Linked DNA regions of Mus musculus: all the other regions are linked to region 2. A link is a contact called in public HiChIP or PLAC-seq and promoter capture Hi-C data. All regions are on one chromosome and are shown on one strand. Each heading gives the region's core, a stretch centred on a gene start, on an enhancer-like site or on the middle of the called end of the contact. The rest is flanking DNA. Distances are from core to core; before and after follow the strand shown.

Region 1 (7,585 bases), core at 2,183-4,682, 310 kb before region 2:
CTGTTCACTGGTGGAAAAATAGGGAAGCAAAATAGAATATAACCACAGGATGGAATATTTTCCGGCTTCAAAAGGAGGAAATTCTCCAATATCCTAACACATGGATGAACCTTAACCTATACTAATAAGTTATACAGGCCAATCACAAAAATACAAAAGGTACCACTTACACAAAACAGCATACTTAAAAGTCATAAAAATGGAACTAGAATGGTTGTCATCAAGGGCCACAGTACAAGAGAAATGAGAAACTATTGTTTAAAGGGTGGAAAATTTCAATTTTACAACATGAAAAGACAGGTCTGCATTATGAATACATTTAATATCACTGAACCATATACTTAAAATGACTGAGAGTAAATTTTATGGTATGTATACTACAATAAAAACTAAAAAGGAGCCCAGGGAAACGGCTAGACAAGGTGGAAACAGAAAACCAAGTCCTGAAGTTTGTTCTCTGACCTCCATGCACATGCCATGACACATACACACTCACACTCATGAGCACACATACCATACACACCGTTAACACTTGTGGGTAAACGCATTAGCCTCACAAGTCTGATGATCCAAGCTCTATCCCTTGAACCCACAGATGTAGTGGCACATGTCTGTAATCCTAGCACTCCTACAGCAAGATGGGAGGCAGAGATAGCAGATTCCATGGAACGTTAATGAGCCAGCTAGCTTGGTTTACAAAACACAGTAGCAGAAATAATAGGACCTAAAAGGAGAGAACCAACCTCCAAAAGTTATCCTGTGACCTTCACACCCACTTCCTGGCATACACATGCCTGCAAGTGCACACACAACACACATACATAAATACATTTTTTTTAATTGAGAAAACTATGATTCAGTAAACAGAAGTCAGCCATAATCCATCACCAAATATATTTAATTTTGGTATGTGATATATAACATTCTAAATGCTTAGAGTGGCTGTATTAATACTACCTGATATAAGTTTATATTTTGTTTTCTTTAATTGTTTTTGAAACAGGATTCTGTGTAACCCAGGCTAGCCTAGAACTCAATATGTAGCTGAGGCTGACTTTGAATTTCTGATTCCCTTGCCTCTACCTCCTAGGTGCTGGGACTGTAGATTCGTGCCACTGACCATATCCACTTACATATTTCTTGAAGTAATATGGTAAATAGGGTATTTCATATATCATTTATTAACACTACAACTTAGACATTTTTGAATACTAGTGCCTTTATCCTTTTCTTTCAAGAACCTACAATAAGCAACATAAATGAATACCTACTAAAAAGGCTCAGCCCCTGAAGCCCATGTTAACCCTGGCTACAGAGGACTCACCCGAAATTCCATGACATCCACAAATGACTGGTAATAGTTAGTGAGGAATCTAATTATCTCAGCTTTTTCACGATGCACTGGTCCTAAATGTTGCTGAAAGAAACACAGATCAAACAAGACATGTAAAATTAAAAATAAAATTAAAAAAGCAACTGCTCCAAGTAACTAAAAACTAAGAGTAATATCATTCTTAACCACTGAGCTATCTCTCCAGACAATCATTAGAATTGAAAATTTAAATACCCAGTCATTCTTTAAGGGGTGAACATGCTAGGGTGGGATCAATAGCTCGCCAGCATTCTCCAGTCTCTAAACAGAAATTTTCTATCTGGATTGGATGGCCAGATGTGATTCAAACTACAGTCAGAAGACTAGCTGAAAGGAGATTTTCAGTTTCATTTCAGTGAAGACATTTGCTATATAAATCAATAGGAAAAGAAGCAGAGTATAAAGATACTATGAATAGAGTGAGAGAAATCTAGGGATAACACAGTACAGGAGTATTGTGCTGTATACAGAAGTACAGGATATGCCACTGGATGCATAGCATGCAGCAACAAAGAAGCATAGTGTAGATCAAGTGCTACAGTAAAAGATGTGCCCGGCAAGGTTGGTGGAGATGCTTCTCTGTGTACCAGGTGTCCTCATGAACCTGGCTGGCAAGACTGTGCCCCAGTTCACCATGGGAGGCTCCCATCTGAGCTTACGACCCTCAATGCCTGAAGCCCCGAGTCTGAGTCTAGGAAACTATAGGTGGCTACACTTAAAGACAAGACAAAGTGGAGAGTCTGCAATAATCTGCCATGCAAGAATAATGTTACAGAAAGGAGGAAATGAACCCAAGTTCTCACCGTGCTATTTCGGACATCTATGTTGGGAAACTTCTTGTTGATGTACTTGAGACATGATTCCATGGACTTTTCCAGTAAAAAAGGTGGCTTGGATTTTGAATCTGAACAGGTCTACACATAAAAAAAAGTAATATTAAACTACCGTACTATTTTTCCATTTAGATACAAGCCTTTGGATGCATCATTCACTCCCACTATCTCTTTTGGAAATGGCAGTCTGAAATTTTATTATAAAAGCATGAGGGTAGTTGAAAACCAAGTTCGTTCCAGACAGTGAACTAGTACTCCTAAGAGCTAACAACCTGGCATCTTGTCTTAACTGAGGCTTAGCTCTAACACAGAGAGGAAGCTGCTTCCCCACCCCTCCTCTGAAGCCGGAAGTAGTGAGAAAAGTGGCTGATCATAAGTTGGACTTTATATAAAGCTCTGGGTCCCAAGAGACTTTACAAACGACATGACAGAAACCATATTCCTGGTGCTTTACTACAAAACGCACAAAGGTCCGTTTCCACAAGTTCCTTCTTTCTCTTCCTGGAAAGTCTCACAATTACCCACCTTTATCCTGCCTTCTACAGTCGCTGGCTCACCTTTTGGCATCATCTTTGTCCAGTTTCATAGTTACTCTCCTAAGCACACACACGCAGCATTCACAGCCCCAAACTACCTTAGAAAACACCACTTCCTTAAATGTTTCCCCTTTTAAGGAAATAATTACACACAAACATACACATACACACACAAACACAATTTTTGCCAGAGACACAACTTGAAAACTCAAAAACTAGAGAAACTGACAATAAGTAAACCCCAAATTCTAGACCCCAGACCCTTAATCAAATCACTCACAACACAAATATTCTCTTTCCCACCCAACCCTAAGTCATAGGGGAAAGGTGATGCTCTCAAAAAGGCAAGAATAATACCTAGAAAGGACACGCCTTAAAAAGAAGCCTCCCTCTATCTCCCCAAACTGTGGGAACCATACCGTCTAAGTGGCTGAAAGCCACTTAAAGCAATGGAGAAAAAGATATGGCTTGACTATTGGGCCTGCAGGCCTCCAGGTTCCTGCCATGATTTGCTAGACGGGTCTTCTTGCTTACCTTCTTGATGTTGTACATGCGGATGAGAACTCCCTGTCCTCGGTCATTCAGGATCGTGAGCTTCTCTGCTAATTTAAGCTGATAGGCAGAGGTCAAAGACATGATGGCCACCGAGAGAGAGGACCATCCGGATAACAAGACCCAAATGCCCCAAATATTCTCAGCCTGGCTGGCAACACCCTCTGTGTAAAAGGACCCGCCCTGGTTGGTGCACCGAGCTTCCGGTTGCTTCTGTAATTGGCTCATGGAGGATAGCAGTCACTATGGCTCACAGGCCTTCAGAGCCCTCTTGTGCTTCCTCTTGCACCCTCAGCAGAGGAGACTTCCTCTTTCTGGTTGTGCAGTACTTCAGTAAGAAGTGGGCGGAAGCTGAGGAAGAGAACAGGCTTTCACGGCTCCTCACAATGCAGTACCAACTGTTCTGGCCTTCCCTCTCCCCAAATGTCCCAGACAAAGCACACACCAAACAAATATCTACTACCAGCCCCATTCACCTCTACACTTACCCTTTTAGATCCCGGTCAAGAATGCCTGTTATTTTCTACTGACCCTTAGGCCCCAGCATCCTTTAGGACCCTGGTCTCTTTCTAACTATTCCATTCAATGACATGTTCACTATATTTTATTTATAAACATAAATATATTTATATATAAACATATATATACATACACACACTCTCTCTCTCTCACACACGCACACACACATATATATATATATCACATGGTTGCAAGGGTTGAGAAAGTCTTGTAAACCCCAGGCTATACTCAATCTATCTCCTTATGTAGTTGAAGATAAGCTTGAACCTCTGATCTCCTACTTCTACCTCCAGTGTGCTGGGATTAGCTTCCTTGTTATATTTTTAAGCATATGCTTTCTCTCTCTCCCACCCACATCATATGTTCCTTCCTAATGACAGGTATGATATCTAATATTGATATCCTTTGTAGTATTTAGTACAGTGAATCAGTAAGCATGATCCAGCAGTAGCAGCAGCACTTGGAAACTTGTTAGGTTTGATAAACAATAAAACAAAATATTTTAAAAGAAACTTACTAGACACACAAATTCTTTGACGTCACTCAAGACCTGCTGAACACAAAATCTTTTTTTTTAAGATTAGTTAGTTAGTTAGTTAGTTAGTTAGTTAGTTAGTTAGTTAATGTATGAGTGCATCTGCATATATACTTGCATGCCAGGAAAGGGCACCAGATCATAATATAGATGATTATGAGCCACCATATGGTTTCTGGGAATTGAATTCAGGACCTCTGTTAAGAGTGTCCAGAGCTCTTAACCACTGAGCCATCTCTCCAACCCTCAACCCAAAATCTTAAGGTAGAACAGGCATGTTTTGTTTTTGTTTTTTTGTTTTCAAGGTGTGTGTGTGTGTGTATGTGTGTGTGTGTGTGTGTGTGTGTACACTCAAACACATGACAAAGGAGGACAGAAGAGAACATCAGATACCCTGGAGCTAAAGTTACAGGTGGATGGTGTGAAACTACTAACTTAGGTTCTCTGGAAGTGCATCAAGTACTCAACCACTAAGCCATCTATCTCTCCAGCCCCTAACACATGCTATCCTACAACAAGTTCTCTGGGTGACTCCAGTGTGCCCTCAAGTCTGAGAACAATCCTACTTAGCAATGGTAACAAAGGTATGTTAAAAAAAAAAAATGTATAACAAAACTTTTCCTGGGGAAACACGACACACATGTCTACTCTTCTCCAATATAGGACACCCACAACATTCCAAAGTACAGATACCACCAGAATCCAAGTTAATGAACCATGAGCTTTATTAGGGTTACTTACAGGAATATGGGTGAGGGGTTACTTATAGAAATACAAGAAATGACTCAAGGACAGCTGCTTCACCAACGTCCATCCAAACATGGATAACAGATCACAAAGCTGGGAACCTGGAGAACCCTGCACAGCTTGCTTGCAGCTCAACTGGTTGGAGAGTGTTCTCTCCAAGTGCCTCAGTTGGTCTAAACATCTTCCAGACAATTCAGCTAGTTTCTACTTCTTCCAGACAGCTGGTCTAGTATCAGAGTCTTTGCAGATTGGCACTCACTTCTGAGAAGCACTCTCAGTTTTTATTGCTTATTCTGGAAGAGAGGGGCCTAGTGAATCTAGTCAGTTTCAGGGACTTCCCTAAGTTCTTTTGAGTTGTTTACCTTCCTGGTTAAAGGGCTTCCATACAAGGTGGAATGTAAAAATTTCTAAGAGGAAGCTGTTACACAACAAATTGAGATCAGTTTCAGCTCTCAGAGATTTGGATTGATAACCTATAGTAGGACCTGAATTTCCAGGTACCCAAGGAGGTCTTGGTGCAAATGTCACAGGGAACACATCTGAGAAATACCCATGTTCAAAAACCCCTCTTAGATACAGCAACCATTCAGCAAATCTACTGGTTATAATAACTTATTGAGGGCTAGGGTTATGGTTCGATTGACAGAATTCTGGCCCAACATATATGAAGTTCTAGGCTTGATTCCCAGCACCACATAAAACCAGGCATGGTGGTACGCACTGTAATATTATAAGGATTCAAAAATCGCTGAAGGAAAACCTCCAGACTCAGATAGTATGCAAAGACTGTAGGCACAAAATTTTTGTAGCCTACTTTTAATAAGGGTTCAACCCTTCCTTTAGCTCACCACCCAGCAGAGGTAGTAGAAGAGAAAAGTTATTAGGATATGGGGGAAATGGACTTGTTCAGCAATAGTTCTTTGGTGTATTATCTCAATCTTCTTTGGCAGCAGTTCAGTCCCATAGCAAACACCAAATACATCTCAGCAGCTGCAGACTAATCCTCCAGCCAGGCAGACACCAGGCATGAACCAGAAGCTGTAGTTCAATCCTGAAGAAGCCACTAGTGTCACCAATCAACCTCAGGTGAGGCCACAGAAGTGACAAGCTGCTGCAGGTACTTCTGTGTGAGTTTCTCCCAATAGCATCTTTATCACAAGTTGAACACAATGCTATGTAAGGTAAACCAATACAGGTTGTTAGTGAAGACTAGCAAAGTGGAGCAAACCAAACCAATGCTCAGTGCTCATCTCCCACTGTCTGTGGGATCATATTTATAATCTTTCATCCTGTATTCTTTCACGTGTTTGCTATAACCAAACATCCTTTCACCTGTGTCTGCTTCAAGAAAACATTCTTCCATGTGTCTGCTTTAGCAAGACATCCTTCCACCTGTGTGTCCCAGCAAAGCATTCTTTGACGTAACTACTTTCCAAAGAAACTAGACGTTTCTACTAAGACAAAGAACATTTATTCTGCAGAAATATCCAGTAATGTGGGAATCAACCATTCTCCAAAATGGCAACCCCAGACTAAGGCATGCAAGTCTCTTATAGGGAACCAAGGGGAACTCTCTAGAAGGATTAAGTAATCTAAAATTTAATTGATGGGTGCTAGGGGGTCACGGGTGGTCAGTGGTCTACATTCTTATAACATTAATGATTGACCATAGGATGAAATAGGGCTGCCCAGCACAGATGGCTCATTCTGAGATAAGATATTTCCCCATTTTTGTCATTATCCCCAGGCTATTCTTTGGGAAGGAGTTTGATGATCTTATTCTGGATTTTATGGTCTGTTCCTAAAGCTAATGTCTTGTGGCCTAGTTTCTAGGACTTATGGGTCTGTTCCTGGAGCTGCTGCCTTACAGCCTTTTTTCTAAACCAGGCTTGGTTCTTAAATGGAGACAAATGGGGTTTATGTTGTCCTTGCAATACCAGCATTCAGGAGGGAAAAGCAGAAGAATCAGAAGTTCATGGGAACCTGTTTTGAAAACTCAAAGATATAAAACTAATAATTTATTAAATTATTAAGAATAAATTGATTTTAAAAAGCCCCATGATGAAGATCCAGATTAATCAGTAAGAAAATGTAGAGAGACTTTCTTATATATTGTATGGATGCATCATAGCCTATGCCTATGGCTTAGGCAGGAAATAGAAGGTGGGACATCTGAGAGGAGAAAGAATTCTGGGATAGAGCCAGGTGCAGGAAGATCCAACCAAGAAGATATGAGAAGACATAGTTCCTGAGCACAGGTAACCAGCTACGTGGCAGAATGTAGGTTAAAATAAGTGGGTTAATTTTAGTTAATTCTAGTTAGAAAAGAGTCTGGCTATATGACTAAGGTATTTGTAAATATATTTTGAGTCTGAATCTTATTTTTGGGAGCATGGGGTTGGTAGGAAGAACCAGACATAACTTCCTCAAGGTAAAATCAATAATGATTTTTGAATCTTAGATGTTTGAATAAATCTTAACACTGAGATAA
Region 2 (6,923 bases), core at 399-2,898:
CCAACTTTCAGCTCTCCTAGTGTTCCTATTTAGAATGCCAGTCCCTCTCCTTCCCTCCGATATTTCCCCAGAGAAGTAAATTCAACTGGAGCATGAGACATTGAGGTTAGACACATGGATCGACTGCCCAGCAATGGCCATCAGATGATGCAGAAATAAGTTGCTTAGGGGGAAACCAATTGCTTTTCTTTTCAGAAGCCTGATTGTCAGCCTGCCTGAACCTACACTTTAGCAGACAAGGTTGAATTAGCCTGTGTGTGAGGATACTTTCTCTTCTCTGATTGGGCCCTCATGCTCTCAGATACAATGCAAGCAGGTCAGCTGCAATAGAATCTCCCCCACCCCCACCCCCCCGTACATTTTGCCTGTTCTTCTGTCCCCACAGCCCCGCTCAGATCCTCAAGTCTCCGGGCCCTGCTCGCAGAAGGGATGGCGGAGAGCCCAGAATGGTCCTCTGCGGGGACCTGTGCCAAGCCAGGTTGCCATTTCCATTTTCATTAATTGAAGTGGCGTAATCCTGATCATCTCAGGTCAACAGTTAACTGTTGCTGGCTGGGAGCCTGTGGAGAACTGCCTATGCAGGACGTGCTCTCCTCCCTAACCTTAACCCTTGACCCTAACCTCCACGGTGCTGACTTCTTAGCTAGCTCCCCACCTCACACACATGGCCAACCTCACCTCTTGGGATTCCAGTTTCTATCCTCTCAGGAAGGCCCTCCTGGTGTCTATCTGCTATCCCGCTTGTTGTAATTGGGACTCAATTTTCTTTCTTTGTTCGGTTTAAAAAACATCCTTACAAATGCAGTTGCCTCTTGAAGCTTCCTGTGCTGTGGTTTGGGAGGACAGTATGTCGCTGAACAAAAGGTTTTGTTTTCCAACCCTGAATAGGCAAAGCAAATAGGTGGTGGTCTGGCTGAGTGTAAGAGTGAACACAGGCTTCCCTTCTTACTCAGCTTTGGGGAGGGTCTCTGCCTTACCCTATGAGGGTCATGCTTTGGCATCCTTTCTGCCCATGCTTGGCAGTGTCGCTTTGTGAGTGTCATTACCCCGGGAGAGGTCAGGTGATGTTTTGTCTTGCAGCATGAGTGTGTTAATACACATTTGTGTACTTCTGTGGTTCTAGGGACCATATTTGTTTGCCATTCTTAATCTTCCAGATGGACACTGGTATAAGTGAGTGTAGCCAATTTTTGCTGCTGCTATGTCTTTGTGCGTCTTCAGGATGTGTGTGTGTGTGTTCGTGCGTAGCCTCTTAGTTTTCAGTCTTCATAGGCTGATGTCTTTCTGAGTGTCCTCTGGCCGGGTTCAGAAGGGAGGGAGAGAAGCGTCGGAGGCAAAGGATTGGGCAGGAGGGGGTGCGTGGCAATCTGTGACTCGGAAAACAGACGTGCAGCGCGTGCGGGGCGGAGGCGGGGGCACTCTGGCCCCCAGCTCCTCCGCAATCCAATTAAATAACATTTAAATGCATAACCAGCCCGCGCGCCGATGAGGCTGGAGATTGGAGCGGGCGCGGCGGCGGGCTGCGCGGGCGGCGTTTTGTGGAGCTCAGCGATTCTGGCGGCAATTTCCCCGCGCCGCGCGGCTTTTACGAGCCCGCTCCCGGCGCCCGCCCGCTCCGCTGAGCCCGCCGCCTCCGCCCGCCTCAGTCTGCCTCCGCCCGCGCAGCCCGGCAGCGTGTGGTCCTGCTGCCCGCGCCGCCCCGCCTGTTCCTCTTCGGAGCTGTCCTGGGCTCCTTACTTCCAAAGCCTACCTACCTTAATCCTTTGGACAGAGCGCCCAGCCCTCAGTGCATTGCTGCTTTTCACCTGCTGGCTGCATCCACCTCTGACCTGGACCCCTTTTGGCCTGTGCAATTCCGCTCTATCTCTGGGTCACTGGCTCTGCACAGCTTGTGTTTCTCTCTGCCTCAGTTTACTCTCTTAGGCCTCCTGTGCCCTTTACCTTGAGCCCTTCCCTTTCCTCTTCAAGCCTACATCCTAGCACCAGAGTAAGAGGCTTGAAGGAGAGGCAGAAGGTGGTGGTAACAAGTGCATGGTTGGAAGAGGTGGCTTCTTCTCTGTATCCTTTCAGCATAGAAAGGACCGGCCTGTTCATTCAGGACCATCAGACGGCTCCTGTCCAGAAGTCCTGAGATTGATAGATGTGGGTCCATCAGCCCTGAGGTTAGTATGAAAGGGGCCACTTGCTGAAGAACCAAGAGCAGCCCCACCCCGAGATCCCTGATCTTCTGAAGACAGAATCCCAGGAAGACAGAAAGCAAGACAAGCCATTTCATGTCTTGTGTGGTACCCGACTCCCCTGTTTCATCTTCCCGTTCCCTCCCTTGCATATCTGTGTTCTGCCCCCCAACATATGGAACCTGGCATTTACCATATGCTGACGACCCAGGCAGATTTAGGGAAGATCTTTCCTGGCAGACAAACAGCAAGGGGAAACCCTCCTGCGAGCAGTCTGGCATGCTGGAGGAATGGCATTGAGGCCGGTATGGCTGGAGCAGGGAAAATAAGGAAGGGAATGAGCTGTGGCTTCTAAGAGGTCACAGAAAGCTAATCACGATCATGTGGGGACTAATGAGTCACAGCTAAACTTGCACTTCCACTCTGAATGGACAGGGAGCCATTGGAGAGTCAGGGCCTGAGAGTGATATGCATACTCCCCTTGACTACTCAATGCTGTCATGTTGAGAATGCAGTGGGAAACAAGGACGTCCAAGAGTGCACTGTAGCAGCAAGGAGAGAGTGGGGCCTGGATGAATGTTGCAGAGTCAGCTCGGGGTGGGGGTGGGGGGTGGTTGCGGTGAGTCAGATGGGAACCGTGGAAGCAGCATCATCAAGGAAAAACTAAGAGGTTTTTGTGTTGTTTTGTTTCCTACCAGTGACCAGAACATGGAACTTGTCATTACCTGGTATCATGGAATACCAAGGAGCTGGCATCAGGAGACATGCTTTGGACACATTTAGTGTGAGATGCCTGCTAAAGATCCAAGTAGAGGAGGCTCATGGGTCTTAGTTTCCTGTGAAGACTAGGCTGGCGATAGAGATTTAGGAGTCCTCAGTGATACTGGGTGTGATCCTTCAGGGGTCCAAAGACAAGAGCACAGATACTTCAATATTGCAACAGAATGGAAAAAAAAAAAAAACTGCTGAGGAGGATTTGGGGGAGAGATGTGGGATGAGGACTCTTGACTTGGCCATTCCTCATTCTGAGCAGCCCTCATTGGTCGTTTTCTATATGGTCCTGGCTTCATTCCCCTGGGAACTCTGCACAACAGCCACTCTGGGCACTTTGTGCCACTCACTGTTGACCAGGGCCTGCAAGATTCCAGATGCTCAGCCTTCTAGACCAGGAAAAACAGATCAATAGGGTCTGAAATCCTGCCTCCTCTTTAAAGCTTTGCCAATAGGGAAACTGAGGCCTTGAGAAACAGTTTGCTTGGGGACTCCTGCCAGCAAGCGACCAAGGCCCCTAGAGCAGAACTGAATGTTCCTTGTGTACCTGCACTGTCACAGGCAGCAGAGGGCTACTGAGCACAAGGCTACACCCATGAGACAGAGGCTCGAAGGAGACAACAGAGGCAGGAGATATTCTCACTCCTCAGAAACTTTCACTAAAGTGTCTTCAGTTCTTTGCTTTCATTCTTGGTGACTTCCCAGTGTGGTCTCTCCTCTCTACCCTAGATCCTTTTTGTCCTACAAACCTTACTCTGACCAGATCTTCTAGAACCAGTCCCAAGATCTTTAGATTGCTGATCCTGTCAGGTGGCTCAGGCCCTGAATGAACCCAACAGCCAGTCATCTTCTTCCTTTCTCCTGAGTTCTTAATACCCAGGCCAGTATGTATTCACATGATTCAGCCCTATTATCAAAATGTAACATAATTCTGAGCTACGGACTTCACTCTCTCCACTTGAAGAATTTCAGGCAAAGCTAGTTTTGTTCATCTATGTTGTTGACTGCTGCAGACTCCTAACTGATCCCCCCCCCCCCCCCTTGCTGGTCCCATTCTGCATGCAGCAATCACTCTCACCCAACCCCTGAGTCTGTGTGTTCCTTACTTTTCTCCCGGTCCTTCAACCAGTCTCAACCAGTTCCTACTGGTCCCCTGTCCTGTGCTTACTCTGTTAGGCGGAGCCTGTCTCCACTGTTTCAGTCTCTGGGTTAAAGGGGGCTGGGAGAGACTGACACGATGTTATCTCTAGGAGATGTGGGAAGCCAGAGTGGCATCCTGGAGGGGGCCCTAATAAAGAGGCCAAAGGGGTATAGCTCAATGATAGAGTTCTTGTCTAGCATGCCTAAGTTCCTGGGTCCCTCTCAACATTGGGGGTGGGGAACACAAGCTTGAGTGTGCCCCTGGAATGGTAGGGCACATTCAGGAGTTTCCACCTTTTGCTCAGACCCCCTGCCCCCCATCTTACTGTTCCTAATGATGTCTGCTTTTTGATCCAAAGGATGAATCTTATCAGCCTCAGGGATGAGAGAGTCTTCAGTTAAATAAGGCCCTGTTCTGTGGAGCTGGGCTTAGACAACTAGGTGAGAATAAACTTGTTCTCTCAGCCTGGCCACCCAGACCTAGGCATCCACAGGTATCTGTCTATTTATTTAATGTGTATGTCTGTGTGCCATGTTCATGTCTGGTACCCATGTCGGCTAGAAGAAGAAAGTATAGGCTCCTCTGGGACTGACGTAACATCATCATGAGCTACCATGTGGGTACTGGGAACCAACGGAGGTTCTCTAAAAGAGCATCCAGTTCTCCTGTCTGCCGAGCCATCTCTCCAGTCCCCCCAGTCATTCATAGTTTTATTCTCCAGTGCCTGGCATCCTTCACTCAGCAGGTGCTTATTCCTTGCTTATCGAATAGGAGCTTTAATAAATGAATGGCTTGGGCACTCTGCCTGTGGGGTCCCTGGTCTGCCTTTCTGGAAGTGTAGGCTATGGCTTTCAACTCCAATCACCTGGGGATTGCAAGCTTTGCATGGGACAGAATGGGTCTGGGGCAGAGTCAAGAGTTTGCTTTTCCTGCAGTCTTCTGGACATGCATGTGTGGATGTTTCTCAGGCTACATTTTGAGGGACCATTCTCAGGCACAAGGCACCCTCAGCCTAAAATTAAGAGATTACAGACTGAGGGAGAGAGACAGCAAGAGAAGAGCCAAAGAAGCACCAAAGCTCCCAAAGGTCCGCAGAAGTCCCTAGCTGGACAGTTTGAGGAAGGCCGGGAGCACCTATAGCACCCACTACATCACATCAAAGCCTCTTTCTCAAAGGCCCTCTCTACCCATGACGGGGGTCAGGGCTCTTGAAGTGACTGCAGTCCCCCAGTCCCTAGTTGGTCTCCTTACTCTGGGAACACTGTGAGTTACAAAGAGAAAATTAAGCTGAGCCCAGGTGTGTACTTTTCATTCTAAACCCTCAAGTGTAACCCAAACTGCCTCTCAGACCAGGCACACAGGTGAACTCATGACAGAGGACCATCCAGGGAGGAGGGAGAAACAGTGACGAAGTACAGACCGCAGATGGAGCTCATCTGGTGGAGTGCGTGAGGCCTTAGGTTTGACTCCCCAGCACTGCACACAATGGTCTTGGAGGTACACAGCTGTCATCCAGCACTAGAGAGGCAGAGGCAGAGGCAGGCAGAGGCAGAGGCAGAGGCAGAGGCAGAGGCAGAGGCAGAGGCAGAGGCAGAGGCAGAGGCAGAGGCAGAGGCAGAGGCAGAGGCAGAGGCAGAGGCAGAGGCAGAGGCAGAGGCAGAGGCAGAGGCAGAGGCAGAGGCAGAAAGGCAGAGAGGCAGAGGCAGAGAGGCAGAGAGGCAGAGAGGCAGAGGAGAGGCAGAGAGGCAGAGAGAGAGGCAGAGAGAGAGGCAGAGAGGCAGAGAGGCAGAGAGAGAGGCAGAGAGGCAGAGAGAGAGGCAGAGAGGCAGAGAGGCAGAGAGGCAGAGAGAGAGGCAGAGAGAGAGGCAGAGAGAGAGGCAGAGAGAGAGGCAGAGAGGCAGAGAGGCAGAGGCAGAGAGGCAGAGAGGCAGAGGCAGAGAGGCAGAGAGGCAGAGAGGCAGAGAGGCAGAGAGGCAGAGAGGCAGAGAGGCAGAGAGGCAGAGAGGCAGAGAGGCAGAGAGAGAGAGGCAGAGAGGCAGAGAGAGAGAGAGGCAGAGAGGCAGAGAGGCAGAGAGGCAGAGAGGCAGAGAGGCAGAGAGAGAGGCAGAGAGGCAGAGAGAGAGGCAGAGAGGCAGAGAGGCAGAGAGGCAGAGAGGCAGAGAGGCAGAGAGGCAGAGAGGCAGAGAGGCAGAGAGGCAGAGAGGCAGAGAGGCAGAGGCAGAGGAAGAGGCAGAGGCAGAGGCAGAGGCAGGATCAGAAGTTCAAGGGTATCTTGACTACATAGTGAGTTCTAGGGCAATCTGGGATATGTGAGATATTGGGTGCTTTGTTTTGTTTTGTTTTAAAGTGAGAGAATGAGAAACATGGGAGGGATTTAAATTCTGACTTGAGGGAGGATGGAGAGACTACTGAAGAGGGTGTGGGGCCCTGGGAAGAGGGGTGAGTGTGTGCTAGAACAGCGAATGGGAATCAGGTGATCCGAGGTGTCAGTCCTGTAGAAGGTGTGGGGTATTGTTTTCATTTGATTTATTTAGTTGGCTGCTGGTATGCTAATGATCAGAAGCAGCTAGGAACAGCAGTGTTGGGTAGAAAGTAGAGAAACGGGCTGGCAGGGGCTTAGTTCCATATGGGCCATTTGGGAGTGTGTGTGTAGTGGCGTGGGGCAGGAAACCCACCGGAGAACTTGCCTTCCCCTTGGGGCTTCTCTGCTCTGGGAAGGCTTTTGTGGGGCACCATGATGTCTATCTCCTCCATTTCTTTCAGATCAGACCTTGAGCTCTTTCAACCCAGCTGCCTTCCAGTTCCACAACAAAGGTTCTCTGCCTCACATCTCA
Region 3 (7,839 bases), core at 1,142-3,641, 390 kb before region 2:
AAACAGGTTCACTCTTACTCTCCAGGCAGGCACAGGCCTCTGCAACTCTCCAGACCTGTGTATGCAATCCTCTCTGCTTCCCACATGCGTAACAGGTGCTCACAGCTACTCACTCAGCTCAGGGCATAAATAAAGGTCAAAACGACATGCACACACCATCACAGTCACCCCTCCACTTGGCCTGCAAAAGCTGTGCTGGGGCCCATTCCACCTCCCACCTGCCAGTCAGCCCTTTATCCTTGTGCCAGGTAGTTATCTTTCCACGGGCTCTCTTCTCTAACCACCACCTCTCCCAACCCACTATATTCAACCACCACTCCTCTCCAGCTGCTCTCAAGACCCCTCTTTTCATCTCCCCTAAGTATCTCTTGGCCCCCACCTAGCCTGGAACTTTCAGATCAAGGAAAGTCAGAATCTGGGGGGTTGAGAAGGGAATCCCAGGGCTGAAATTTGAGAGAAATAAAGGAACATGGAAGAAATCTAAGCAAACTGGACTACCCCATAATAGTGGAATCTCATAACAGCCCAAATAGAGAAGCCTTCAAGCTGGAATTCTACATGAAACAAGCCAGTATTCCCCCCAGCACTACCTTAGATGTGGCCTGCCTCTGTGTCAGGTCCCTTGCTCCACGGATCCTCAGCTATGAAACATGGAAATTCTAACACTACAAAGAAGATGGGGGCTGAGCTCCTGAATCAGGGGTGGGGACTGTCCCTTCAGGTCATCCAGGCCTGGCCAAGAGGATAGAGAATGTCCCTCTCTAGAAGCACTATGCCCCTAAGTGTATGTGTGGGAGGGAGAAGCAAAGAGAAGGAAAATAATGGCCCAGCCCTAAGACACCGTCTGCCCTGTCTCCCATATTATTGATTCATCACCTCTCCGTGCACATTGCACTGGGATGTGGGTAAACAGACATTGGGATCCAGGGACACTGAACATTTTCCCTACTATCCAAACAGAGCAAAAAGGCTGGGAGAAGCATTCCCAGAGTCCCATTACTTCAACAGCAAATGGAGGAGCAACTGGCTATAGAACCTTCAGGGCTGCTGAGTGGCTGCAACCTGGCCTTGCCCTGGAGAAAGCTGAGCCTGTCTGCTGTGTAAAAGGATCCCTAGGGGAGGAAGGGGGTGAGGGTGGGGCTATTTTTGGAGGGAAGAGGGGAAGGGGCCATGGAAAACACACCAGAGAACTCCAGACTGAGGTTTAAAGCTGCCCCCTAGAGTGGGGGATGACCAAGGCCCCATTCCCCTGGAGCCAAGCTTAAACCTAGATAGACCCTGCCCTCTGTTCAGTTTAAGACTACAAAGAAACTGATCTCCCCGTACTTCCATACCCCCCCTTCAGCACTATAGGCCTTCTCCTTCTCTATCTCAGTTCCACTGTGCCTCCTGAATACATTAGGAACCCTTCCACCTCTCCAGCACCCACCTCTCTCTGTCTAGTGACCCTAACCCTAGTACAGAGCACTTCAGTTCCTATGAATATCCTGTCGCCTTCACTGGTTAGTACCGAGTGGCATGTTGATCCCATACCAACCCAGTAAGTTCTTCTAGTAGTCTAACTTCCATGCCAATAGTCACGACAGAGCAGGGCAGAGCATTTTCATTGTCCTGCCAACAGTGAAAGTGGACACCAGCCATCTGTAAACAGGCCACCCCGGTGGGGTGTCCTCCACTCCCCATCCCCATCCCTGTAATCCCCTTAAAGGCCTTTCACCTACTTTGCAGCTCACAATGTAGCAAGCAGAAAGTGAAATCTATTTCACAAGCAGGATTGGCTTTCACCTCCATGGCTTCTTCTTTACCCTAAATGGCCCTCTCCCCAAGCCCTTGGTCCACTCACACTCCAAAGAGTCTTACTCTGCCGACTCTCTGAGAGCTTCCCCTCTTCTCTCTCTTGTCCAGGAGTGTTCCCTGAACAGTAGCCAAAGCTCGCACCTGCCCTCAAAGTTTTCACATCCACTCTAGTAATTGGCCTCAAGGGGAAGTTCCCTCCCAGTCTAACTTTAATCCCTCCTGCTGTGTACCTAAATCTCCTTTCAATCTTTTCTCTTTGTGAAATCTCCTTTAGATCATAAACATAATCTACCTCTGGAGCTGTGTCCTTTCTTTTTTCCAGACCATGAAACCTGCACCAGCTTGAAGAAGTTCTTGATAAAACCTTTCCACACCCACCCCCTGCCCAGAATTCTAAAATACCTGGATGCCGGCCCGCGGGTGGTCTAGGACAGCGACCAACCGGGGTCTGGATCCTTAGCTTGAGGGGCGGCGACCTGCACAGCCGCCAGCACAGCCACGACGGGGTTAAGGCTCGGGACTGGGGGAGGAGGGGGCCGGGAGGGACGGTGACGAGCCAATCCGCAACAACACAGTCCCCAAGCGGAGCGGGGCGCGCCGAGCCAGGAGCTGCAAGCCGAGCGCCGGGCTGGGGCCAGGGCCGGAGCGCAACAGAGAGGGAGCGCGCCCGCCCCAGCCCGAGGTCCGCCGCTGCCTGACCGGGAGCCATGGAGCCCGACAACAGCCCACGGAAGATCCAGTTTACGGTCCCGCTGCTGGAGCCTCACCTGGACCCGGAGGCGGCGGAGCAGGTACAGGCAGGGCGGGGCAGCAGGACTCGGCGAAGGACTGGGGACCTGGCCGTGAGACTTGAATCCCTGCCTTGCCCCAGCGCGGCACCACACCTCTTCAGGAACGCACTCGCCCAGTTTATGGGGGTCTCCATACCCTCCCCCAACAGCGAGGCCACACCTCGGTCACCAGTATGGGTCCCTGTGGCGGGTGTCTCCAAGAGCATCGTTCACTCCCAGCCCAGCCATAGGGACACGACCCCTCCTCCCTCACTGGCGACCTTACAGCCCCTCACACCCAGTCAACCCCCAGAGTTTCCCGGCTAAGTGGCATTGGTAAGCTGAAGGGTACTGCCGGGAGGATGTTGCGGGCGGGGGGCGGCGAGTGAGCAGAAGAGACAGCTCTCCTCCCCTCCGTGTCATCTGGAGGCTGAGTGTGGCACCCAAAGGGATGAGAACAGCTATGGAGGAGTTTTAGAGCAAGGACGGGGGAGGGTGGAGGGGTCTGCAAGCTGATGTTCCCTTCTGCAAGTCAGAGCACGTGGGACCTGGGTATAACTCTGCCCTATGGAGTAGGGAGTGGGGGTGAGATGCGGGGCGCAGCGCGGCGATCTGGAGCGTCTGGGCCTGGGGTCCAAGCTTAGCCACGAGCAAGCCACCAAGAAAGCTTGGCTCATCGGGTGGGAGTGCAGGGCCCTGGCCCAGCCTCCTGGCCTGGCCTATTTTTAGCTCTGAGCAGCCTGGCAGAGGCGGCAGTGTGTGAGTGAGCAGTGTGTGTCAGCGTCAGTGAGCGTATGGAAGGGGCTACTATCTGCAGCCTGCCTTCTTTTGCATTCCCTGGATTGTGAAGACCATCCCTCCCCAAGAGCATCCAGCTCCCCAGGACTCCTGCCCCCAGCCACTCACTGTCAAGCTCTCCACCTGAAAGAATCAGACCTCTGGGGATGAGCAGGAGAAAAAGGTTTCCACATTGCTAGAGCCGATTCATAGAATTGGGTGTGGATGAAAAGGGACCCAGCAGGTGTACACTTTGAAACTTCTACTTCTCAGATCCAGGGAGGAGCAGGTACCCAGCTTCTCCTCTCCCTACCTGGGGACCAAGGGGCTGGAGAGGGAGTTTGAGACCTCACACACATGAGATGAGGAGAATGAAGACTGTTTCTATGGACTATGCCTATGCCCAGAAACAGCAGATTGGCTCAGACGACTTTTGAAACAGGAAAGCAGGCCCAGAAGTGGAGACTGTGGGAGCCAGAGGTTCTGAGATCTGCCTCCCAATGGCAGACAGGACCTGACACCTGCTTCTGTTTGGTGTCAAAGGGGTTTGAAGGGGCTGGTGAGATGGCTCAGTGGGTTAGAGCACCCGACTGCTCTTCCGAAGGTCCAGAGTTCAAATCCCAGCAACCACATGGTGGCTCACAACCATCCGTAACAAGATCTGACTCCCTCTTCTGGAGTGTCTGAAGACAGCTACAGTGTACTTACATATAATAAATAAATAAATCTAAAAAAAAAAAAAAAAAGGGGGTTTGAAGGAGGGCTGGCCAGCTGGTTTACAGAGCTGGGGACAAGGGAACACAAGAGGGCACATGACAGTGTTGGGGAGTCAAAGTGAGAGAAAAGCTGGGACTCTGTCTGCTCTTTTCTAGTCTTCAGAAATCTGTCTCCTGGCTCTGAAAGTTTGCCCCGGTTCTTCCTGCTGTTACCAAGTATGTAGGCAAAAGCACCAAACATAGCAGGAGCTCCTACCCCAACTTCCATGGGGTGGAAGTGGGAGGGTGAAGAAAAAGTGGGAAGCTAAGTGTACAGCAGAGTGTGGGGACAGCCCTCCTCCACAACCTTCAGATGTCCTTGAGAGCTAGGTTAGGTAGGGGCAGAAACAGAAAAGAGCCATCTCTCTTGGGATCCAGGGAGTCTCCTCCTGCCTCCTGCCTCCTGCCTCCTGCCTCCTGCCTCCTGCCTCCTGCCTCCTGCCTCCTGCCTCCTGCCTCCTGCCTCAACACCACAATTCTCAAAGACTCAGAGTGCTTCAAATCCCTGTCTGGGGTTGGGGGTTGGGGGAGTCTGTTAAGTAAGGTAAGTAAGAGTCTGTCCAACCTCAGAGCCCTGCTGACCTTTGGTCATGGGCTCCTTGGGTTCCCAATACAGGTACTGCATCAAGTCACTGATACCCCTTCCACAGTCTCAGTCACTTCCACTACTCTCCAGTGGCAACCCCACCCCCACCAAAACAGAAAGAAAGTAAGGGATCAAAGGGATGGTCCCACTCCCACATACACGAAGCATCTTGTACCAGGAGCAGCCAGAGACAATTCACATTCAGTATTCACACACACACACACACACACAGAGGTCTGGCTCTGCTGGGACCTTGAAATGTCACTAAAAGCAGATGCCACTAGTTTTCCCTGAAGCAAGAAGTCACTCTGTTCCATACATGCTGTTTCTTTCTTTGGAAAGAGCCCCCTCTCTGGCTCAAACAGTCCTTCCTACTATTCCCACTTTCTAGGTATCTTGTCACCTCCAGCCACCACTGCCAATGCTGATGATGACAAGAGACAAATATGAACAGATCTAAATCTGATCCGTTGCGTCCTCACTGGACCCTGCTTCCCCAGGACTGCTAGCTTTATCTACCCACAGCCCTGAGAGAACAGCAGGAGCTCTACCCATGTGATGCCTCTCTCTTCCAAACCTTCCCCAGAAAAGGAAAAACTACACATCCTAAGAGTCTATAGGATTCAGCAACAATCAGCTTAATAGATAGCAGGACAGGAAGAAAAGCCAGCAGCAGGAGGGGGGCATTCAGTTGGAACTCATGCCACCGGTCTGCTTTATATGATCATTTCCCCTGGGGCTGGCCAGGATTCTACCTCCTCAAGTCCTGTTCACCATTAGGACCACTTCCCCTATTCCTGGCCAATTAAAAAGCCATTGTGTCCAAGGCTAGTGAAACCTTAGAGTATTGAGGGACCGTGGTGGCCAGGGGAATGGTGCACTCAGCCCTTCCTTCATGGTGGATGAACCTGAGGGAGGCCTTCTGAAGACAGGTATGAGCCCACAAAGGGTTAATGTCTGCTTCAGGGGTGGACTGGAGTCTGAGGGAAAGCCCTCTGATCTCTCATGTTATTTCTGACCATTGATCCAGGATGGACAGAAATCAATGCACAGAGTGGACAGAGTTTCCGAAAGGAGAGCTGGGGAGGACAAGGAGAGGATGAAGAGACAGTACAAGGAAGGGACTGTGTAGTTTCTTGTGTCCCCAAGAGCAGCTCACCCCTGAAGAAGGGAATGGGCCAATGGAACTCCAGAGTAACCAGTAACTTTTGGGGGGATGTGCAGAATCGGACTGGGGGGGGGTATTCCTAGCGAACTTGACCTCTTATTCTTCCTCCCCTAACCCAGATTCGGAGGCGCCGCCCCACCCCTGCCACACTTGTGCTGACCAGTGATCAGTCCTCCCCAGGTAACCCCTTGTAAGAGGGGATGGGTGCTAGAGAGATAGGGCAGACCTCAGTAGTAGAGATTTCCCCGTGCTGACTCAGCAAGATTTATTTTGCTTTTACAAACATGGAAATCTGCTAGGCGGGGAGGGGACAACCTGATTCCTAAGCCCCCAGGCATCAGGATGGTCAATTTAGTGCAGGTTGCTGTGACAACAGCCTTGTAGTTTTCTCCAGCAACTAAGATGTCTGCTATTTCCACTCCAAATGCAGTAGTGACAGCTGTGAGGGGGAGAGATTGTCTCCATCATCTAGCATCAGGTCCCCAGAGGGTGAGGTTAGAAACAGCTCAGGGAGCAGCTAGAATTCTGGTCACCAGACTCCCCACCAGGGTCTGAGGACACAAGGTCTTAGAGAATGTCAGAGGAGCTTGGTAAGTGTAAAAAAGTGACCAGGCTAGTCTGAAATCGGGCCAAAGTCTCCAGCTCTCCCCACCCCAACTTTCATAAATGGTGCACATCTATGGACCCTGACCAGAATGAGTTTGCTATTCTCTCTCAGGGAGCCCTGCTCCTGTGAAGGCTCAGCTCTGGTCTGGGGGTAAAAGAATGACTAGAAGGGAAAAGAGACCTGGATGCTGCAGAGGAGGAAACAAAAACAAAAACAAAAACGCCGAAGGGCCACACATTTGCCTTCACAGTCTTCAGAGCCTGAGGCCAGGATGCAGGCTTAGGCTGGTCAGAGGGTCCACTCTGTTTTGACAAAGCCAAGCCACAGTACAGGGGGATCTGCTGTGTACCTTCTTCTTAAGAACTCGGGTCTTGAGGAAACTTTTGGGTTTCCTGCTCTTATCACTGTTTTTCCCCTACTTCCCCCAGAAATAGATGAAGACCGGATCCCCAACTCACTTCTCAAGGTGAGCTGGCCCCTACCATTCAGCCCAGGCCTCAAAAGCCAAACCCTCATCCTCCAGATCTGGGGTGTAGCTCGGTAAAGAGAGCACCACTTAGCATATACAGACCCAGAGCACCCATGAACCCAAAACAAAAGCCTTGTACCTCACCAGTAGGACCTTTGATGTCCTCTTCTATGCACCCCAAAAAATGCATGCCCCCCTGCCATCATACACTGTCTCCAAGCTCACCCTGTTGGAAACAAGAATTTCCTCTCGCTCCTAAAACCCACCTGCCCTAATCTCTAATCCAAAATCATGCCAAAGCAGAAAAGGGTGGGAAGAGCTGGCACCCATCCAGACTCTGTGTCCTTCACAGTCCACCTTGTCAATGTCTCCACGGCAACGGAAGAAGATGACAAGGACCACACCCACCATGAAAGGTTTGGCATCCCCTTCCCAATTTCTCATCTGGCTGAAAGTGGAGAGTAGATCTAGTAACCCTTTGCAGGGAGTCAATGGGAGGTTACTGGGTCTGCCTTTATTTGAGTGGAGTTATTGCGATGTGAAGAAGGCTCCTGTAGCTTGAGGAAGCTGGTCCCTAGACCAAACCAGAATACCACCTCCTCACTATGACAGAGAAATAGTACATGTAACCTCATCAGCACAGCTCATGCAAGGTACTATATTCCCTGAGTCCAAATTGAGGCTTCTCTCCTGCCTCTAAGGAGAGACCACAGGTCCTAGTGCATTAGGAGTGTCTTCTGCACTGAAAGGCTCTTCCCCTCTGTTTGCCTTTGAAAAGACATTATGCTCCTGCTTTCATCTCTCCTTATTGCCCAGCAAATGTTCCTCCTAATTTAGAGCCCAGTTCTGGGAAATTAAAGCACCCAGCAACATGCACAGACCCAATGGTGGGACTAGTGAATTTAGGAGA
Region 4 (6,899 bases), core at 1,338-3,837, 450 kb after region 2:
CCCATCAATGGCCATCACATATTTGGGGGACATTGCAGCATGTAGACAGACTGTACCCACGCAATCAGAAATGAACACTTCTTTATGGTAGTCTCATCCGATGAGTAGAGAGGGCATAAAAGGCTCTAGCGACCCCTGGGCACCTGGAGGCGACTGTCTGCCCATTGCCAGCACACTTTAAGCACACTAACATGGTAGTGGTTATTTGTGCTTCCTTTTTACTGTACTGGGATTGAACAAAGTCATTCATGCAATGCAGGCAAGTGCTCTACCTCTGAGCTACCTCCCAGTCCCGACTACAGCTATTTTGATTTCCATATGTTGAAGGGATGAATTGCTTCCTTGCGGTGCTGGAGGGTCTTGCTGTGAAGGGTTGCAAAGAATTGAAGATTTCTGTGAAGAGGGTTGGGGGTAAGTGGGAGCTGGGGGGGGGGGGCGGGGATGGATAGAGACACGGCCTTTTCCAAAGTAGCAAAATCAAAAGCCAAATGCCCAAACTTCCTATTTCTTCCCAACAGTTCCCAACCCACAGGCTCAGGACTCCTTCCTCTTGTTCTTCCCTACCCGGACATCTCCAAGTCAAGGCACTTTGACAAGAACTCCCATATTCACTCCCATAGAGATGAATCTGGAGAGCTCCAAGGGGTGTGTAGGTCAGGAAAGAGTGAGCCAAAGAAAAGAAGGCCTATCTGCAAGGCCAGCCCCTCCAGGACTTCAAAGACCATTTGGACAGGACATCCTGTTGCCACCTGGGGGGGGGGTGCGGGGGCAGGAGGAGCTGGCTAAAGAAGTGGAGGCATATCCTCTGTGTCCCTCTCACCCCTGTATCTGCGTCCCAGAGAGGGTGAGGATTTGGCGTGAAGGGCAGAGCGTCGGGGGGGATCTCTGGCTCCCGCCTCCCGCAGCCCCCAACCCCAGCTCAGGCTTCAGTCTCTCCTCGTTGTAGCAGAGCGAGAGCAAAGGGACGGGCAGTAAAGATGAGTGATGGCGCGGAGACAAGCAGAAATACACCATCATGAAAATGCTAATGACTCCTTGCTCTCTTTCTTTATGGTTGGAGTAATACAGACTTCAATCATAAAAACAATCTCCCAACATTTTAATGGGCTCCATCATGCCCGCACTTGTCGGTATATTTGAAGAATAAATCACCCTCCCCGCTCGGAATGAATTCGCTGTCAAACTCGGCTCCCTCGGAGAAAATGGATGAGGAAAGAGGATGGAGGCTTTTTTTTTTTTTTTTTTTTTTTTAGGGGAGGGTGTCGTCTCCCCCTCTAACTCCCTCCTAAACTGGATTGTTGTGAGAACTGCCTGGATTTTGAGTAGCAAGCAGGGGACTGTTGGAAGTTGGGAGAGCTGAAGCCATAGAGGGGGTTTTAAGAACAGTGGCTAAGTGAGTGAGGGATTTCACATGGCGAGAAGCCACCCCTGGGGTGGACGAGGAAGAATGATCAGGGGTAGGAATAGTGACAGCATTAAAGCAAAGGGCAAACTCCTGACAGTTCAAGGAGATGCGGAAACTGCCAAAAATCTGTACATCTGCACTACTTCTGCGTTATTGGGTCGAATTCCTCTCAGATTGGGCCCAAGCTGGGGCGCAGTAGAAAAAGAAGGGGGGAAGTTTGAGAGATCTCTTTTGTAGGGTAGAATATCATAGAGCAAGAATAGGTTGGGCTCTGAGCTTGCGGGGGTATTTTCAGCGCAGTAAGCCACAGGTCTGCACCTCTGAAAACTGCCTCAGAGTCCGGGGTAATTCTCATTTCCATACAGGTGGCAGCCAGCCAATGAAAACTTGGGATACGCATACCGCGCACAGCCAATCCCAGTTAAGGATGAGCTGACTTGGCAGGTTTAATTGCATCTTGATTGGTTGAGATGTTGCTAGGCAAAATTTGGGTCCTGGCGATTGATGCGGCCCGAACTGGAGAGGCAGGTGACTACGAAAATATCTAGAAACCTGGATTGACATTTTTTTCTTCCTGAGTTCTTTCAATCGCAAAGGCTTGATAGGGTCAGAATAATAACTGTCCCTTTTCATCTCTGGAGTGGGAGAGCGAAGTATACCTCACTCCCACTCCGCACCACCCCCCCCAAAAAATTCATCATTAAAAACTGGCTACTTTGGAGGGCCTTCTAAATTCTACAGACCCGGCAGGGAACCTCACCTTTTCCTGCCTTAAGCTTATCTTTGAGCCTTTGAATTGTAATTTAGGTCCGACTTTCTCTAATGTGCCAGGAATTGAAGAAATCGTGCCTCACGGGATCCTCTGCTGCTCCTACCTCCTTGTCACTCGGCCAAAACCTGTGAGGGGTCAGAATCTCATCCAAAGGTCTGGAAAGTGGTATTCCCACATCAGCAGCTTCTGAGCCTTCATTTGCATCTGGTTTGCATAAATAAACCGTCCTCCCCTCCCACTCCGGACGAAGCGCTGGGGCTTTCACCCTGCTACAAACGCCTCCACGCCCACCCTGGCGCACCCCCGCCCCGCCTGCAGCGCCCCCTGCCGGCTACAGGGCCTGGCGCGCTGCGGTGATGGCGAGCGGCAGCCTCCAAGGAGGCCGAGGGGGACTGTGGCGGAGGGGCGGAGGCGACCGCCCGGTGCAGCGATCCCGCGGGTCTGGCCGAGACCGTGCGCGAACAATATGCCACCATTTAAGTCTGAACGCGCGCCAGCCGCCGATTGTGATGTTAATTCGGCGATGATTTAGGGGGGCGGGACGGAGCGGGGCCGGCCGCCTCTCTGTCAAAATGCTGTCCGGAGCCTTAATATTTGTAATTGAAGCTGATGAGGACTTCGTTTCTGTTTCTACTGATAAAAAAAAAAAAAAAAAAAGGCAGGGAGGGAAAAAGAGCAACTAAATTATAGGGCTGGGAGAAAAACATGATTAATCAAAGGTTTGAACTGTCGCGGTGCTGGAGACCCAGTAAATCTCGCCGGCCGGGGCGTGTAGAGGCCGGAGGATAAATCTGAGCCCCGTGGAGTTTGCCACCCCTCTCTGTTTGCCTCTCGCGTCGCACGTCAATTAATTCGATAATTGGATTTGAAGAGATGTCAGAAGATTATCCAGGGGAAGTGGGAGGAGCGGTTACCAATGGGAGAACAGAGACGAGAGCCGAGGCCCACGGGGTCAGACTGTAGAGGGACCGGAGAGCCAGGCAGGTCTGTCCGGATCCTTCACCCAGCTCGCCTGTGCTTAGCTCTGCGGCAGACCCTGAAAGGCGGCTGCCTGATGTCAGTGCCCAGCTGCGGCTCGCAGCTCACCTCTGCGGACACTGTCCCCTAGCGCAGTCCCCAAAGCTCTCTGGAAGGCCTGACCTGTGCCACCAGAGCCATGTACCACATGCCTCCTGTCCTGTGTCCTAGATGTCCCAGCGTTAAAGCATCTGCCAGTCCATTTGTATTAGATTTGTATACGAAGTGTCTCTGTTCCCCCAAGCTCCTTTGAAGCCCTGGTTCACCCTATCTGATCGCTGATGTTTTTCTCCACATACTGGGAGTTGCCAAGAAGACAGGGATCAAGACTTCTCTTTGAATCCCCACTCCCACTGGTGGAAATTATTCTTCCCCTTATCCCAAAAGCTCCCCTCCCATACACTTAGAATCTAACTTATAACCAAAGTGTCCTGCTTAAAGAAAATGTCTATAGACACATGCACACCGACCCAGAGCACTAGTCACCAGGCCCCTAGCGGGAGACTGACAAGCCACAGAAATCGGCAACTTCAGGTGACTCCTGAAAAGGCTATACCTGTCTCCTATGAGGAATTAAACTTGTTTCATTACTGGGAAGGAGCACTGCAGGGAGGCCTGAGATGAAATCAGCCTACCACTGGCAGAGGTTAGAGGTGGGAGTGGGGGTGGGAGGTGAGGGGAAGATAAGGGGAAGAGGGATAAAGGGGAGGGGAGAGGAGGGGGGAGGGGAGAGGAAGGGGAGGGGGAGGAGGGGCAGAGGGGAGGAGGGGGGAGAGGGCCACAACTACTGAGACAGAGGGACAGAGAGGTTGATTTTAATTATTCTTTCTCCTCTGGTGTCTGTAGAATTCTATTCAGGGACAGGGTAAGGCGAGGATAGAAGCTTACAAAGGAATACAGAAAATGTTTCTGAAAAGAGAGAGAGAGGGAGAGAGAGAGAGATAGAGAGAAGATGAATTTGGAGCTCAAGAAGGTGGTGAAGGCAAAGCTCACAACGGCTGCCTGGCTAGGCTGTCTGTAGTACAGAAATCCTAGGAGAGCTAGCATCCAGAAGTGGCTACCCTTGACCTTTGAAATTCAAGCAAGGGAGATGTGGGAACAAGATCTGTCAAACAGCAACATGAACAGTATGGCAAAGCCAGGTTTTGTTTGACTGTACCAATTGAAAATACTGGCTGGTGCTGGCCAACTGTGCACAGTGTTCATATAATCATCCTTTGCATAAGTGGGAGGCAATATCCTACCTATAGAGGGACCGTGCAGGGCATCTTTAGACAGCTTTTGTTTCTATGTGGAGGCTCCTCTGGGAAGTTAAAACTCTCCTCTCTCTCTCTCCCTCTCCCTCTCCCTCTCCCTCTCCCTCTCCCTCTCCCTCTCCCTCTCCCTCTCCCTGTCCCTCTCCCTACCCCTACCCCTACCCCTACCCCCCTACCCCTCTCTCTCTCTGCTGTTTCTTGTTACCTGGTTTTAGTTTCCTGAAGTTGTCCATCAGAAAGAAATTGAGCCATCCCATCTTTCAGTCACAACCTCGTTTTGGTTATGTGCTTTCTGAATGAACCTTTGGTGGCAAGAATTCTGTATGCCAGGAAATATTCTCATTTAAACCAGCAACTGAGAGGGGAAGTCACACAATGAAGCCCAGGTCCACCTGAAGTCATCCTGAAGCTCTCTCCATTCTTGCCTCAGGGAAAAATGTATGAAACCTCAGCCTATATATATTGCTCTCAAAGACAGGACATCCATCTTATGAGAGACAACACAGAAGGTGTCCCTGTGTCACTGAGGCATCAAACTTAGGGGATTGTCACTGGTAGAAGGAGGACTGGACCTGAACTCACAGGCGTTAGCTTTAATTCCTGTGTAATTGGGGGGTGGGTATGGGGGCGGAAGACCAGAAAGATGAAGTGATTTCTGTATGTTACATAGTAATGAGTGAATTGCACAGCCCCTTGAAAACCTCCATTCTCCACTATCCTGGTCTATTGAGTAGACAGCATAGTGTAGAATCTGACTTGCTACGTTCCACTCCGCCTCCATTTCCTAGCTTTTTCTGGGTTCCCTCCATGATGTATTGATAACAATAGTGCCTACTTCATCATCTTCCAGATTCGGGTTCATATTGAAAGATGTCTGTATCTGTATCAGAGGCTTTTTCCTCAGTTGTTCATTGAAACATTCGTAAAACGCCTATTTGAAAAGCAGCATGGTTCACCAGTCCATCAAAACTTACACTGAAGACCCATTGTGTGCTCAACATCGTGTGCAGTTATCAAACCATGAGTCCATTACCTCATTAGCTCTGACAGCGGCTCTTTTTATTGTTTGTTTGTTTTGTGTTCTGACACGGGGTCTCTCTATGTAGTCCTGGCTGTGCTGAAACTTGCTATGTAGACCAAGCTAGACTAGAACCCACAGAAACCCTCTTGCCTCTGCTTCCCAGGTGCTGGAATTAAAGGCACTCACCATTATGACCAACCTCAGTCTCATTTTCTTGTGCCCCTGGAACCTAGCTTGGTTCAGGCTCACGGGAACATGTTTATTGAGTGCATAAACACTATAAGAATAAAAGTAGAGCTGGGCAATGGTGGCGCACACCTTTAGTCCCAGCACTTGGGAAACAGAGGCAGGCAGATTTCTGAGTTCGAGGCCGGCCTGGTCTACAGAGTGAGTTCCAGGACAGCCAGGGCTACACAGAGAAACCCTGTCTCAAAGAACAAAAAAAACAAAACAAAAAAAACAAAACAAAAAGAATAAAAGTAGAAAAGAATTAGAAATACAGTTCTTGGGGGCTGGAGAGATGGCTCATCAGTTAAGAGCACTGACTGCTCTTCCAGAGGTCCTGAGTTCAATTCCCAGCAACCACATGGTGACTCACAATCATCTGTAATGGGATCCGATGCCCTCTTCTGGTGTGTCTGAAGACAGCTGAAGACAGCTACAGCATGTACTCACAAATAAAATAAATCAATCTTTAAAAAAAAAAGAAAAGAAAGAAATATAGTTCCCTCCTTTTTCTTTTTTAAAATATTTATTTATTATTATACATAAGTACACTGTAGCTGACATCAGACGCTCTAGAAGAAGGCATCAGATCTCATTGCGGGTGGTTGTGAGCCACCATGTGGTTGCTAGGATTTGAACTCAGGACCTCTGGAAGAGCAGTCAGTGCTCTTAACCGCTGAGCCATCTCGCCAGCCCTCCACCTTTTTCTTAAAGATTTATGTATTTATTTATTTTGTATGCCACAGTGCTTTGCCTGTATGTATGATGTGTGTCACATCAGTGCCTGGTGTCCATAGAAGCCAGAAGTGGGCATCAGATCCCCTAAAACTGGAGTCACAGATGGTTGTGAACTGCCAAGTGCCTGCTAGGAACAAAGACTGGGTCCTCTGCAAAAGCAGCAAGAGCTTTGAACAACTAAGCCATCTCTCCTGGTCCCCCTTTTATTATGCATGTATTTTTACTTATTATTTATTTTAAATAAACTTTATTATAAAAACTTACATATAAATGACATCATACTGAAATTAACCAGACCCAAAGTCTATATATCCATTTTTGCTTGTTTGTTTAAGGTTGCAGTCTGGCTGTTTTTCGAGCTGTCCTTGAACTCCCAGACTCAACAGACCTTCCTCAACTTTCTGGTTACCTGGAACTAGAGATATGCTGCCTTTAATAGACTTAAACTCACACTGTGGATTTATA

Evidence for each region. Promoter capture Hi-C pulls out the DNA fragments that hold promoters and counts their contacts. HiChIP or PLAC-seq counts read pairs in DNA pulled down with a chosen protein or histone mark.
Region 1: a promoter capture Hi-C map of liver shows a contact between it and region 2, with 2.8 times the contacts expected there. The contact joins the promoter of Nckap1l here to the promoter of D930007P13Rik in region 2. A contact is called at or near these places in 2 of 39 promoter capture datasets (both in liver) and 2 of 9 other capture datasets (liver and pancreatic islet).
Region 3: a promoter capture Hi-C map of pre-B cells shows a contact between it and region 2, with 4 times the contacts expected there. The contact joins the promoter of Ppp1r1a here to the promoter of D930007P13Rik in region 2. A contact is called at or near these places in 2 of 39 promoter capture datasets (pre-B cells and stem cell-derived epiblast-like cells).
Region 4: a contact with region 2 is called in an H3K4me3 HiChIP or PLAC-seq map of forebrain, with 3 times the contacts expected there. The contact joins the enhancer-like site here to the promoter of D930007P13Rik in region 2. A contact is called at or near these places in 7 of 115 datasets of contacts at active chromatin or transcription factors (CD8 T cells, acute myeloid leukemia, embryonic basal ganglia and 4 more).

What each region holds. Positions count from the first base shown.
Region 1 is chr15:103,449,672-103,457,256 of GRCm38.p6, reverse strand. It overlaps Nckap1l (NCK associated protein 1 like), which reads right to left and starts at 3,432. Exons shown (of 31, transcript NM_153505.4): 1 at 3,276-3,432; 2 at 2,176-2,286; 3 at 1,325-1,417. The coding sequence starts at 3,377. It overlaps Gm52195 (a long non-coding RNA gene), which reads right to left. Exons shown (of 4, transcript XR_003951567.1): 4 at 6,079-6,266. It also overlaps a transcript of Gtsf2 not described here.
Region 2 is chr15:103,141,553-103,148,475 of GRCm38.p6, reverse strand. D930007P13Rik (Riken cDNA D930007P13 gene) reads left to right here and starts at 1,648. Exons shown (of 7, transcript NR_045743.1): 1 at 1,648-2,162; 2 at 2,876-2,961; 3 at 4,448-4,529.
Region 3 is chr15:103,532,544-103,540,382 of GRCm38.p6, reverse strand. It overlaps Ppp1r1a (protein phosphatase 1, regulatory inhibitor subunit 1A), which reads left to right and starts at 2,391. Exons shown (of 7, transcript NM_021391.3): 1 at 2,391-2,588; 2 at 5,973-6,033; 3 at 6,889-6,926; 4 at 7,282-7,345. The coding sequence starts at 2,505.
Region 4 is chr15:102,688,744-102,695,642 of GRCm38.p6, reverse strand. No RefSeq gene overlaps it. Among named protein-coding and RNA genes, the nearest start is that of Mir688, 20 kb to the right of the region's middle. Within about 2 kb of position 2,587, at least 128 of the 459 cell types and tissues checked have an H3K27ac peak or open chromatin away from gene starts, as enhancers often do. A contact at or near this core is called in embryonic basal ganglia and forebrain, where this site is marked.